Linked DNA regions of Mus musculus: all the other regions are linked to region 3. A link is a contact called in public Hi-C data. All regions are on one chromosome and are shown on one strand. The core of a region is the stretch at or near the end of the contact, and the rest is flanking DNA. Distances in the headings are between cores, read along the strand shown. Region 1 overlaps Gm20319 (predicted gene, 20319). Region 2 overlaps Il1rap (interleukin 1 receptor accessory protein). Region 3 has its middle 19 kb from the start of Il1rap.

Region 1 (4,041 bases), core at 139-2,638, 190 kb before region 3:
TGTTCCTCTAGAACAGTAGTTCTCAACTTCCCTAATGCTGTGACCCTTTTACATAGTTCTTCATGTTATAGTCATCTCAAACCATAAAATTATCTTTTGTTGCTACTTCTTAATTGTAATATTGATACTGTTATGAATTGCAATGTAAAATATCTGTGTTTTCTGATGGTCTGTGATGCTCCAGGGAACCCTAACTAATATACCTTGCTCAGGGAATTATGCAGAAGAGGAGGCAGAAGTATTATAAGAGCCAGAGGGGATGGTTGATACCAAAGAAATGTTGTCTTTAGGACACAATAAGACTGATGCACATATGAACTCTTAGAGACTATGTCAGCATCCTTAGGACCTGCACAGATCCAAACCAGATAGGGTCACAGGGCTGATATGTGGACCAAGACACAGGCATGTGTCCCTAACCAAGAATCCATCCCCAATTAATAAGATTCACCTAAGAAAAATAGATTCTCCCTAGGAGTTTCTTTGGGTATAGAAACTAAACCACAATTAAGCACAGGCCCCATACCTAGAAGTAAATAGTCAATACAAAATGAACTCAAAGGTATTTTTGGAGATTTGTCATTCTCATGTTGCTTTGTTCAGTTTTTGTTTCATCTTACTGGCCTTTTGCATGTCTATTACCATCCCTGGTTTTGTGGTTTTGTGGTTTTACTTGGGTGTGTGTCTCTGCCTGTGTATGCATTTCTGATACATTTTTTGTTGTTGTTTCTTCTTTGTTGTTGTTAGTTTGTTCATTTTGTTTTATTTTTGATTTTTTTATTTGTTTTCTTGAGAGGATGGAGGGAGAAGATGTGGCATTGAAAGGATGGGGAAGTGGGTGAGGATTGGGGACAAGGTGAGGGAGGGAAAACTGTCATCAAAATACATTGTATAGAAATTATTTTCAATTAAAAATTAGCCTATATTGACCACTCATAAATGACCATATTTGATGACACATTTCCTTCAGGGCTCTTTATAAAAGAATAAGAGAGCTGAAAATGAAGTGAAGCCCCTTGTTTTATACCCCAAACCTAACTCAAGTGGAGCACCTTCTGGTTGATCCACTGCCAATTCTTTTTGTCCTCCTTCTTCCTTGGCACAAATAAGCAATGATGTGCAACCAGAATGGGCAGTTTTCTATGTTTTCACTTGCATCTCTATCCACACTTCATATTCCAAGCACTTTAAAATTTTTTAACGTACTAAATTTTATCAATTACTAATATATCTGAAATCAGCTTGAACTAGTTCAAGTTTTTCTTACTTTAGTAAAATATCTGAAATTGGGCAATTTCATAAAGGAATTTCATGTTGGCTCATTCAAAGGCCTGACCCAGCATTGAGGACAATGTTTGGTAATGATCTTGTGGCTGTCAAAGTTCCAAGGTGGCCTAGAGCTTCATAGAAAAGATAACAGTGTATGCATGAATACTTGAGTCTCTATCTTCCGATAAAGCCACCACAATCCAATCAGGAAGCTCCTTCCTCATGAACTTATTTAATCTTAATTACCTCATGGAAGTCCCCCAACACCATGGTCAGATTAACTTTCTACTCTCTTAAAACCTCTGAATGTGCATTACAAAATAATAGATAAATCCAGGAAAGATACCGAGCCTTGTCTAAAGCATAACACAGATTTATTTTCAAATGTTTCTCAACTAAAATATAATTACCTCACTTCATTCAGTTTCTTTCTTCCCTCCAACCCCTCACATATCCATCCTCTTCCACCTTCTCTCATTGATGGCCTCTTTTTCATTGATACACACACACACACACACACACACACACACACATACACACACAATATATAGATACAACCCACTATGTCCATTTTTGTTGCTTGTGTGTATGTGAATACAGGGCTGACTCCTTTGTATTGGATAGCCAATTAGGAGGCTCATCGCTGGGAGAGGCTAATTTTTCCTCTCTTATCAGTCATTAGTAGATTTAACCATTTTTGTATTAACAATTTATTGAGAGTGTCACTGTTCCTATCTTGTTTATGCAGTCATTTCTACAAGACACTCTTACAGCAGATCTCCTTGTCCTTTAGTTCTTAAAAACTCTCTGTTTTTCTTCTACTGTGTTCCTTGACACACTGATGCAGGGGTTGTATGGTATCCTTTGGTGGTGGACTTTGAAAGGTCAGTTGACCTCTGTATTTTGTGTAGCTTTAGGATACAGAGATGGTCTTCATTTACTGTAAAGAGAATCTTTTTAGATGAAGAGTGAGAGCTATACTCATCTCTGGGCATAAGATACATTTTAGAAAGCAGATAGCAATTGTGTTGGCCTTATAAGGCAGTGATATTGGATTCTCTCCTAAGACCTATGGCCTCACAAGTCTCAGGTAAATGAGTAGGTTTCTAATACCAGGTATGGTTTCCCTCTTGTTGGGTATGGATTAAATCCAATTAGACAGAGGCTGGTCACTGTGAATACATGAGTGCCACTACTGTACCTTTTGGGCTATTTTCTCATGCTGGTCATTGTTGTGATTCATACATATTACAGATGGATAGCACTAGCCATTTCCCCCTCCCTTAGTAGCTTGTATACTGCTCTCTGGTACTATATAAGCCACTCCACATAAAGAAGGTCTTTAGGTTTGATCCAGATCAAATCACCTGAGTCCTTTGTGCAAAGCGTGGTGATCTCAACAACAGGGACTTACTTTCACCCTCTGAGAGACAACCAAAGGCAATACCAGTAGCCCCAGTACTTTCTTAGACTACTCTAACCAACAACTCAAAAGGACGCTTCTCATGCTGGGCACTGGGATTTGTGTTAGTCTGTGGCTCTTGCTTATTATATTAATACACTTATACACATGCATATATATAACATGTATAATTTAGGTAAATATAAAATAACATGATTCCTTGAGGCTCTGTTGGTATTATTTTTCTCTCCTCTCTTTGCTTTTCTGTATGTGCCTTTCTTTCAGCTCCTCAGTTAAAGAACACCTCACTACTTGGATCTTGTGTGTGTGTGTGTGTGTGTGTGTGTGTGTGTGGTGTTGTAGCTTATACATGCAGCACAACCACTCCCTAATTCACTGAACCTCTGCTCCTGTTGTGCTAATTTGCTCCCTCCTATTCCTTCTTTTAGGTGGGCAGGTGAAGCTGTCCTTCTTTTTTCTATATTATTCACATTTTTCTCTGTGTTTATTTTTGAAGCTACATATTTATGTTATGTTAATAGTCTCTGTAATATACTGACTGACAAATTCTGAAAGCCAGAGAAGTCTACTTTAATGGCCATCTTAATGATCCCTTATTTGGATTTTCTGTAATTTTACATTTCAATTACACTGCATTTTTCTGTAAAGAAAAAAATGATTTTTTAAATTTGCCTTCTTTGCTTATGTTTAGATAATTTTTGGCCAGTATATATTTCTCCCACAGTTCTCCTTCCTGCTGACTTCTGCCTTTTCTGTTTGATACATTGTCTGTTTATTAATTTTATGGGTAGGATTTTTTTTACTTACTATTTCTTTACATTTATTATTGTGGACTGTCATTACTTCCCCATGGTTATGAATTATGGCTTAGCTGGATATAAATTTTAGGCTGACAGTCTTACTTATTTTTCCTCGGTATTTTCATAATATTATTCCAAAAGTTGACTAGCATCAAATTTTGCTGTTACAAAGTTCACTGACAGCCAAGTGTATTTATTTTTGTATCATGATCTTTTATTCTTTTTTTAAAAATAGATTTCCTCCTTTCATCCTTGTGAGCATTTGAAATGTAGCAGCATACTTATTTTAAATTCTCTTTCTTATCTCTTCCTTTCCTGTAGTCATAATCAAATGAATTTTTCTACTTGATAAGCCTGTTGTCTAGTTACTTGTTACATCTCTAAGCACAAAATCCATGGCCAAATTTTAGAAAGTCTTACAAATTTTAAATAATGGAATTTTATCTCCAAAAGTAATTATATAGATGCCTTTCTTGGTTATATGGGGTAGGCCAATCCAATTTTTCCTCATAAATTTTGTAATCCTTTCTCTGTTAAATATTTATATTA
Region 2 (4,053 bases), core at 385-2,884, 140 kb before region 3:
TAGACACATGATCTGTCATAGTTTACCTAATGAGGGATAGCTAAGTAAGAAAAGAGGCTGTTCAAAGTAGACATTTTATAATTTCTACAAAAACTTACATTACTATTAGGAAAGAAATAGGTTTGAATTGTAGAAATTCAATTAGCTTAAGGTCTGTTTGCACAAGGTGACCAAATTTAGGGTCTTAATAACTATTCTGTCACATATGTCACCACAGTGATTTATTAGTTTCTGGAGCGAACCAATTCTCTCTAGCAATTTATACCTCACTTACAGAGAAGTCTTTTGTCTCCAGAGACCTATACGTTCTCCTTTGTTAAATTCTTACAAATATCAAGTTTACTTAAGAATGAAATGACCCAAGTTGTTATATCAAGAGAGGTATGTATTATTACCCATAAGCTTTTGAAAATTAGCTCTTTGGGATTTTTGAACATTTACTTTTAAAAGTGAAATTTAGAGAACAAAAATGTAGTTAGTTAATATTTAATAAGTAATTCTCAAGTATCAGGGGAAGATGAGAAAAGTATGGTTACTTTAATAGAAGAGACTAACATACATTATGTAAGACAGACTATTTAGACCCATACTCCAGGACTGAGAAAGACAACACTATACTTTCATGGAAGCATATGCCAACATATCTCCTTCTTATTCATCTTGCTCATGTGAAAGATACACTCCTTATGTCTTTAAGTGAGAATCAGAAACATGGGAAGTTGGTTGAACTTAAAACAATCTGATGCCTGCTCTTTGGGTTCACTGTGATGAAGCTATCTAGCCTGAAGACAATGCAATTCCAAAGTTTGTCACACAATCTGACAAGTATGTGCACTTGCCTTGCTAGTTTAATGACCCTGCAGCCCCTGAAGGTTGAAAAATCTTGCTAAGTTTCTTAAAGAATAATAATAATCATGTACATTGAATAATATTCATCAAGACCTTAGACTAACAAAGACTAGAGCACCTGCATGCAGCCAGGATACCTTTCATTAATAGTGATGTCGACTGTGACGTCATCAGGCTTCTTTCCATCAATGGTCCACCAGACCTCATTGTGGGAGTCCATAATGAAACTGAAATAGACTTTGCAGGGAATAACCAGTTCCTCTCCTGAAATAAATTTAGTCGATGAAGTTAACCTATATTAATCCATCAGTCTATATATTTCATATGATTAGTTATGCCTGATTCTCTAGTGGCCACTGTAAGGCAACCTACCGAAACACCAAACACATGAGAGGATAAAACCAAGAAGAAAAATGAGCAAGTGTCCATGAAATTACAAGGGTGGGCATTTTTAACACTAAATAAGTATCTTCTAAAATGTCAGAAGAACTCTGACTATATTCTTTTCAGGCCAAATCTCTTCTAGTACTGTTATTTTGTTATGAGGGCATAAACAAAGTACAAGCAAAATGGAACTTTCCTTCTCTTTCTTTTCTTTTCTTTTCTTTTCTTTTCTTTTCTTTTCTTTTCTTTTCTTTCCTCTCTCTCTCTCTCTCTCTCTCTCTCTCTCTCTCTCTTTCTTTCTTTCTTTCTTTCTTTCTTTCATTGTTATAAAACACCATGGCCAAGGCAAGTTATAAAAGAGAACATTTGATTTGAGGTTCAAAGTTCCAGAGGGTTAAAGTCAATGATCATCGTAAGAGGGATCATGGCTGTAGGCCAGCAGGCTTGGTGCTGGAACGGTAGCTAAGAGATTATTTCTCATGGAAAAACACGAGGCAGAGAAAGCTACCTAGGAATCGCATGGGATTTTTGAAACCTCAAAGCCCACCTCCAGCCATAGCTCACAGTCCTGTTTCACAATTCCTCCCAAACAGTTCCATAAGTTGGGCACTAGGAATTCAGATATATGAGCCTATGGGAGTGGCGGTTATTCTCCTTCAAACTATAGCATTGACCAGTAAAAGTCTGTAAATGGTGGGTCCTTGTCCAAGGAGGAGAGAGTGATGTCATTTCCTAAGTAACCTGGCCAAGGAATCTTCCTCTCCAATCCCTCAGAAGCTTAGTTTAAAATAGCAGCTCTAAGCTATGTGGCTGAGATGCTTTAAGACACTGAGACGTTTCAAACAGGGACACAGTGCTAACAATCAGGTCAGGACCAGCACATTACTGTGAACTCGGTAGAACTAAATACCTGTCCGTGTTTTCCTTTATTCCTATTTTATCCTTTCAAAATCATATACACTTACATAATAAAGTTTATTTCCATTCTGCCATGGCCACCACCCGTCTATTTTCTTTAACACCTTTACCCAAACAATTTCCCTCCTATTTTTTATTATAGACCTCTGAATTTATTCATGTATTTGCATGAGCATGGATGTGGGTGTTATTTACTGAAGTATTGGGCAATATATCAATGGCTATAGCACTGAAGAATGTAAGTGACCGGTGAGTGCCTATCCCTAAATGGGAAATCTGCATTACCTCTTTCAAGTTCAGGAAACATTGATGGAGGTAAAGCAAAAAGGACATAAGAGCCAGGGGATGTAGATGAGTCTACAAAACAGCTACTTAAAATTAAAGATATATAGTTATATGTGTATGTGTTCCTTGAGACGTATGTGAAGAGACTGTTGTATGTGTATCAACTGGGGATAGGCAACCCATGGTGAGTTGTCATTTACATTTTGATCAGAGTGTCCTTGTCTGCTATACAAATAAGCTTCTCTGATAAGAGTTGATTACTGCATCTAGCTGTTTGTATTTAGACAGAAGTTGGAAACTATACTGGTTCAGGCACATGGAGGTAGTAGTCGCTTTTCCTCTACATTAGATGGCTTTGCCAGTTGCCTCTATTTAAAGAGTCAGGCATAAATTCCCACCTCTTGAGAAGACTTCCAAGTCTAATTTACATGGCTATTGCTTAGCCCTATAATGGAAGTACCATTAGTGGACCTTTTGGAATATATTGCTATTCTGCTATTGTAGTTCATAGGCTTTAGAGATTGATAGGGCTATGGGTTGCTTCTCACCACTGGAAACTTGCATATCTCCTTGTCATATTACGAGAGCTAGGTTTCAGAAAAGAAACACCTAATTCGAATTTAGATTGATTCCTAAGTTCTCTGTCCAAAGTGTGCTGTATTGTTGGTGATAGAGCCTGACTTCCAATTTCTGAGATGTGATCAAGGAAAAGAGTAAAAGCCTGTATTGTATGGGGAGCTTTTTGGACTCTCCTGCCTAACAACTTGAATATGGAGATTGCTCATGCCTAACACTTACGTTTTTATTAAATAGTCAATGCTTTTTTGGTGGGGAGCATTTTTATTCCAAGGGGCACAAGATATATATAAATATATATATATATATATATATAAAACCCTAAATGTTACATATTACCCCGCCTCCCTCTCCTGTGTTGCCCTCTTCCCTCTTTCTCAAGGAGGTTTTTCTCTGCCTAAGTATTTATTCTTACCAAACACCATGATGTCTTTTAAAAAATTAATTTTCTACAGAAGCAAAAGCTGACATTTCTACATATTAAAGGTTATTTGTAGGTCAAATTGTTAGTAAGAAGTAGGTAAAGATTCGACCTGGATTGGAACTTACATGCCAGTCTGCTGAGAATAATTCTGCTTTGTGCTAATATTTTTGGTTCACTATTGCCTGGACTCTGAAGATAGCTCTAATTATCTTGGGTTTGGCAGACAAACATTTTTTCCAGACTTATTCCAATGTGTGTCTTCCCTAACTTTTTCCTATAGACTTTGAAACTATTGTTTCACTTAAAAAGGTAAAATCAACATGAGTTCAAGAATGATTTTGAAGTGTGACATGCTAAGTAGATGAATCATACTCGACTGACTGACAGATTTCACTTTGGCATTGGCAAGAATGTTCAAATTACTACACAAATCCAATCTTAACTCTAAAAAATACAGTCCACCTAGGTTGGACAACCCTTTTAACATGCCCTGTACTCTTTACATGGCAAATTATACATGAGAACTTTCACTTTTTGGCAAAATACCCATACATTCTCTGGCTCTATAATCTTCAGTTCACACTTCTATATTTCTCATTGGTTCTAGAATGGTTATA
Region 3 (4,062 bases), core at 733-3,232:
TGCAATGGCATATGTGACTTCCCACACATACTGCTGGCCATACTTGTACATATGGCCAATCAACACTTTTCACCTATGTACAGGCAATTAACAAAGAATCATTGAGAAGATTGGTTAAAACAGGACACACTCTGTTCTTGGTAAATTTTCGAACTACTCTTGAAGTTAAGATCATGCAAAAAGGAAGATGAAGGTCACAGAAAAAGCACAAAGTTTAGCAAAGTGATGTGTGTGTGTGTATGTGTGTTTGTGTGTGTGTGTGTGTGTGTGTGTGTGTTTTGTTTTGTTTATCACACCAATTGATTCCATATGCTATGTTGCATCCATGCTTATTCCTTAGTTTCAGGTTTTAACTGTTTTCTGTTGCCACACCAAACCCTGAACCCTTGTTGATTCTTCCTGAATTAATGATAGCCAAAATGTACAGTCCTCTCTTTATCAATCTGATCATTCCTGTGGCTGGAAGCATAAACATGCTATTTTAGATTTTACTTATCATATGATATCCTTGACATCTGTACAGTTACATTTCCAAGGCAGAGAGAGAATGGTTTGCTTGCTAGCCTGTACTCAAGCTCATGACTTGTGATTTCTGAACACCTCCTACAAAGGCCAGGGAAAAGAAGACAACATCTGAGAGTGAAATGTGTAGCCCATTACTGGGAGTCTTAAAGGTCATGCTGCAAGTGACCTGCTCCTACATGTAAATTATACAATGACTAAAAAAATAAACATTCTCAGAAGATTGGCCGGATAAAATCACTATTATAACCTTACTATTTGTGTATGTCAGAACAAACAGAACAATGTCTGAGGTTTAACAGATAAAATTAATTTGAGACAAGAGAATAGGAAGGGAGAGGTGTAAATTTGGAATTTGACAAACAAGGCATGCTTACTTATACAGTGTGCCAAGTCAGAAATAAAAGCTGCATGTGTAAGACAAGCCCAAGTCCTTGGGAAAAGCTTTTCCCTTAACATCTTTTGCCATTCAGAATTTTATCTCATTTGTTTCCTTTTTGGTTCTGTTTCAGTTTTTATTGTGTTTTCAAATCTTGAACCATAATCAGAGCATTGCATCTACTGTCCTTACAGACCACACACACACACACACACACACACACACACACACACACACACACACACACATACACACCATGGGTATAAAAACCTTAAGCCATATTTAAGCATTTTAGACTCTATAGCCATAGAGAACAGAGAAAGAAGGGAAACTTCCAAAGTTAAACAGTACCAATATGTATGTATTCTTGTATGCAAATCACATACTTGTAGAACAACAGTATACTCAGGGTGCTTATTTTTTATGTTATATACATGTGCACACACAGAGTACTCTCACTATGCGTGTAAACAAAAGAATACACACACAGCACATGACCCTGTGCTCAGTCCAATGGATGGCTGCGAGCATCCACCTCTGGATTTGTCAGGCTCTGGCAAAGCCTCTCAGGACACAACCATATCAGGCTCCTTGTCAGCAAGCACTTCTTGGAATCAGCCGTGTGCTGTTTGAGTGGCAAAGACTGCTCAGAATCAGATCCAGTTGTGGACACTACAAATAGTTAATTAAATCAATTCAATGGCATAAATCTTTAATCAGAGTGGCTCAAGAATTTGAGGTGCAAAGTTCTCTGGATAGCAAATATAACCTCAGGTCCAGAGTTACAGAGTCCATGTTTAAATGTCTTCTCTCTAACCAGTCAACTGGAAGATAGTTTGCCTAACATCAGTTCTTACCTAGTTGAAGGTGAGACCTCAAGCAAAAACGAAGCAATTGGCAACTTACATCTTGTGAGTGCTGGATAGATATTATTATACCTTCTATTTTGTTATGACCAATTGCTAACTTAATAATGATAATAATAGTATCATCATTATTATTTTATTTTCTTAGACTGAGTCTTACTGTGTAAACATGGTTGGCTGGAACTCACTATGTACATCAGGCTAGCCTTGAACTCATAGCCATCTATCTGCCTTTGACTCTGCCTCCTGATTGATAGGATCAAAGTACTCAGCCATATAGTGGCTTGTTAATAATTGAAGATGAGAGCCCTGTGTTTATGGATTTTAAAGAGCACCCTGAACATAGCAAATATATTTTGAAATATTTAAAAAATATTTGACCTTTGAATTCACTGACTATTACCCATTACTCATAACATGTATTTTCCTGTGAGCTTTGTAAACAGATATACCCATATTAGCTTCCCTGTAGACCAGCAACATGGTTGTTCTGACTATACAGTGAATTATACCTAGACTTTGGTCCTACCTGGCCACAAAAATAAATTAACTTCACTCAATAGGCAGCAGTTTCTCTGTCTTCAAGATAAGGGAATGAAACCATATCTAAGGTACATTTTAGGAGTTTGAGAGTCTGTGCACTAGAGATTTTCTTGTTTACTCAAATTTACGGGAAACAATAAGAAATGAAAGAGTTCAGGAAAAGGCAGTTAAAGTGGTTGTAGAATGGATTCATTCTTTAGAATTTTCTCCGTTCCCCATGCTCAGAATTGAAGTGTACCCTCTCCAGACAATTGTTCAACACTTAAAAACTTAGCTTTTCTTTATGCTTGCTTTGCAACTTGAGTTATTGTTGACTCAAACAAAGACAGCCTTATTCTCCTAGCAGCTCTTTGTGCAGCCTATCTGTTTTAACCACTTGCTGAGAGCTTCCTCAGTGCCAGCTGCCTTGGTGCTCAGGGTGCTCTGCATAATAAGGCACGACTCTAGTCAAGTTGCTCACAGCCTAGGGACAGGCAAAAAAAGAAAAAAAAAAGTCTGATCTCTCAGAATAACAACACAAAGATAAATCTGATAATTAATTACAATATAGGCCAGCAGAAAATATTTATAGAGTTAATAGTTCTGACTGAAGGGAGTAAGGCTTAAAACTTTTGAGTATGAGAATTGTAAGTTTTCATATACCTTTTTGAGCATGAAAGCTTTCTTAAAAGTAAAATTTGAGGTGGGTGACAGTGGTGCACATGCCTTTAAACCCAGCACTTGGCAGAGGCAGAGGCAGAGGCAGAGGCAGAGGCAGAGGCAGAGGCAGAGGCAGAGGCAGAGGCAGAGGCAGAGGCAGAGGCAGAGGCAGAGGCAGAGGCAGAGGCAGAGGCAGAGGCAGAGGCAGAGGCAGAGGCAGAGGCAGAGGCAGAGGCAGAGGCAGAGGCAGAGGCAGAGGCAGAGGCAGAGGCAGAGGCAGAGGCAGAGGCAGAGGCAGAGGCAGAGGCAGAGGCAGAGGCAGAGGCAGAGGCAGGAAGATATCTATGGGTTTGAGGACAGCTTGGTCTACAGATCTGTTTCCAGGGCAGCCAAGGCTACACAATAAAACCCTGTCTTAAAAAACAAACAAACAAACAATCTAAAACGTAATACTTGAGAATAAAATAATTCAAGGTCCTAAAATGTTACTCATGAAAACTTCAATCCCCAAAAGCTGGATCCCACTTACCTTGAGGGAAAGAAGAGTCAAACATAGGGCCAGGATTCAGGCCAGAACTGCTCTGTCCACTTCTCACACCTACTCACTAATTTATTCATTCGACAATGGTTTATTCTGTGACTTCTCAGTGCCCAGGACTGTTCTAGTACATAGACAATAAGAAAATAATTAAATGGGCAAACACCTTTGCTATGTCTTGGGGAAACAGTTGATCCTAGGATGGAGACAGAAAATATACAACATGAGCATAGAGTAACCTCATAACACCAGGTAGTAAGAACGTGCTAAAAATAATTAGTGACAAAATATTGAATAATAGGAGTGACTTCTCAAGCTCCCAGTGGCCAAAGTGGGACCAATTTGTGTGGCCTAATAAACTAGCATTGAGCTGGAACCTTATGAATAATACATATCTATGCCCTCATAGTATGTCCTAATAAGTAAATGAAGGGTGAATAAATAAATTGTTGAGAAGAAACACATTTTCCATGCAAAACAATTCTTAGTATCCCAAATAGATTTCAGGACAGTCTTCCCTTAATGAGCTAGGTCTCCCCTGCTTGTTTTTGTTATTTTATGCTCCTGTTTTGCCT

The links. A called contact is a pair of places that touch in the nucleus more often than the background predicts.
Region 1: a Hi-C map of liver shows a contact between it and region 3, with 4 times the contacts expected there. The contact joins two enhancer-like sites. A contact is called at or near these places in 5 of 484 Hi-C or Micro-C datasets (liver and nephron progenitors).
Region 2: a contact with region 3 is called in a Hi-C map of liver, with 2.9 times the contacts expected there. The contact joins two enhancer-like sites. A contact is called at or near these places in 9 of 484 Hi-C or Micro-C datasets (ECoMG-derived neutrophils, LSK cells, granulocyte-monocyte progenitors and 2 more) and 1 of 115 datasets of contacts at active chromatin or transcription factors (liver).

What each region holds. Positions count from the first base shown.
Region 1 is chr16:26,747,173-26,751,213 of GRCm38.p6, reverse strand. The region is part of intron 1 of Gm20319 (predicted gene, 20319); the gene reads left to right. Among named protein-coding and RNA genes, the nearest start is that of Gm20319, 6.3 kb to the left of the region's middle. Within about 2 kb of position 1,388, at least 3 of the 459 cell types and tissues checked have an H3K27ac peak or open chromatin away from gene starts, as enhancers often do. A contact at or near this core is called in liver, where this site is marked.
Region 2 is chr16:26,695,887-26,699,939 of GRCm38.p6, reverse strand. It overlaps Il1rap (interleukin 1 receptor accessory protein), which reads right to left. Exons shown (of 11, transcript NM_001159318.1): 7 at 987-1,113. Among named protein-coding and RNA genes, the nearest start is that of Gm20319, 58 kb to the left of the region's middle. Within about 2 kb of position 1,634, at least 3 of the 459 cell types and tissues checked have an H3K27ac peak or open chromatin away from gene starts, as enhancers often do. A contact at or near this core is called in liver, where this site is marked.
Region 3 is chr16:26,560,576-26,564,637 of GRCm38.p6, reverse strand. No RefSeq gene overlaps it. Among named protein-coding and RNA genes, the nearest start is that of Il1rap, 19 kb to the left of the region's middle. Within about 2 kb of position 1,982, at least 10 of the 459 cell types and tissues checked have an H3K27ac peak or open chromatin away from gene starts, as enhancers often do. A contact at or near this core is called in liver, where this site is marked.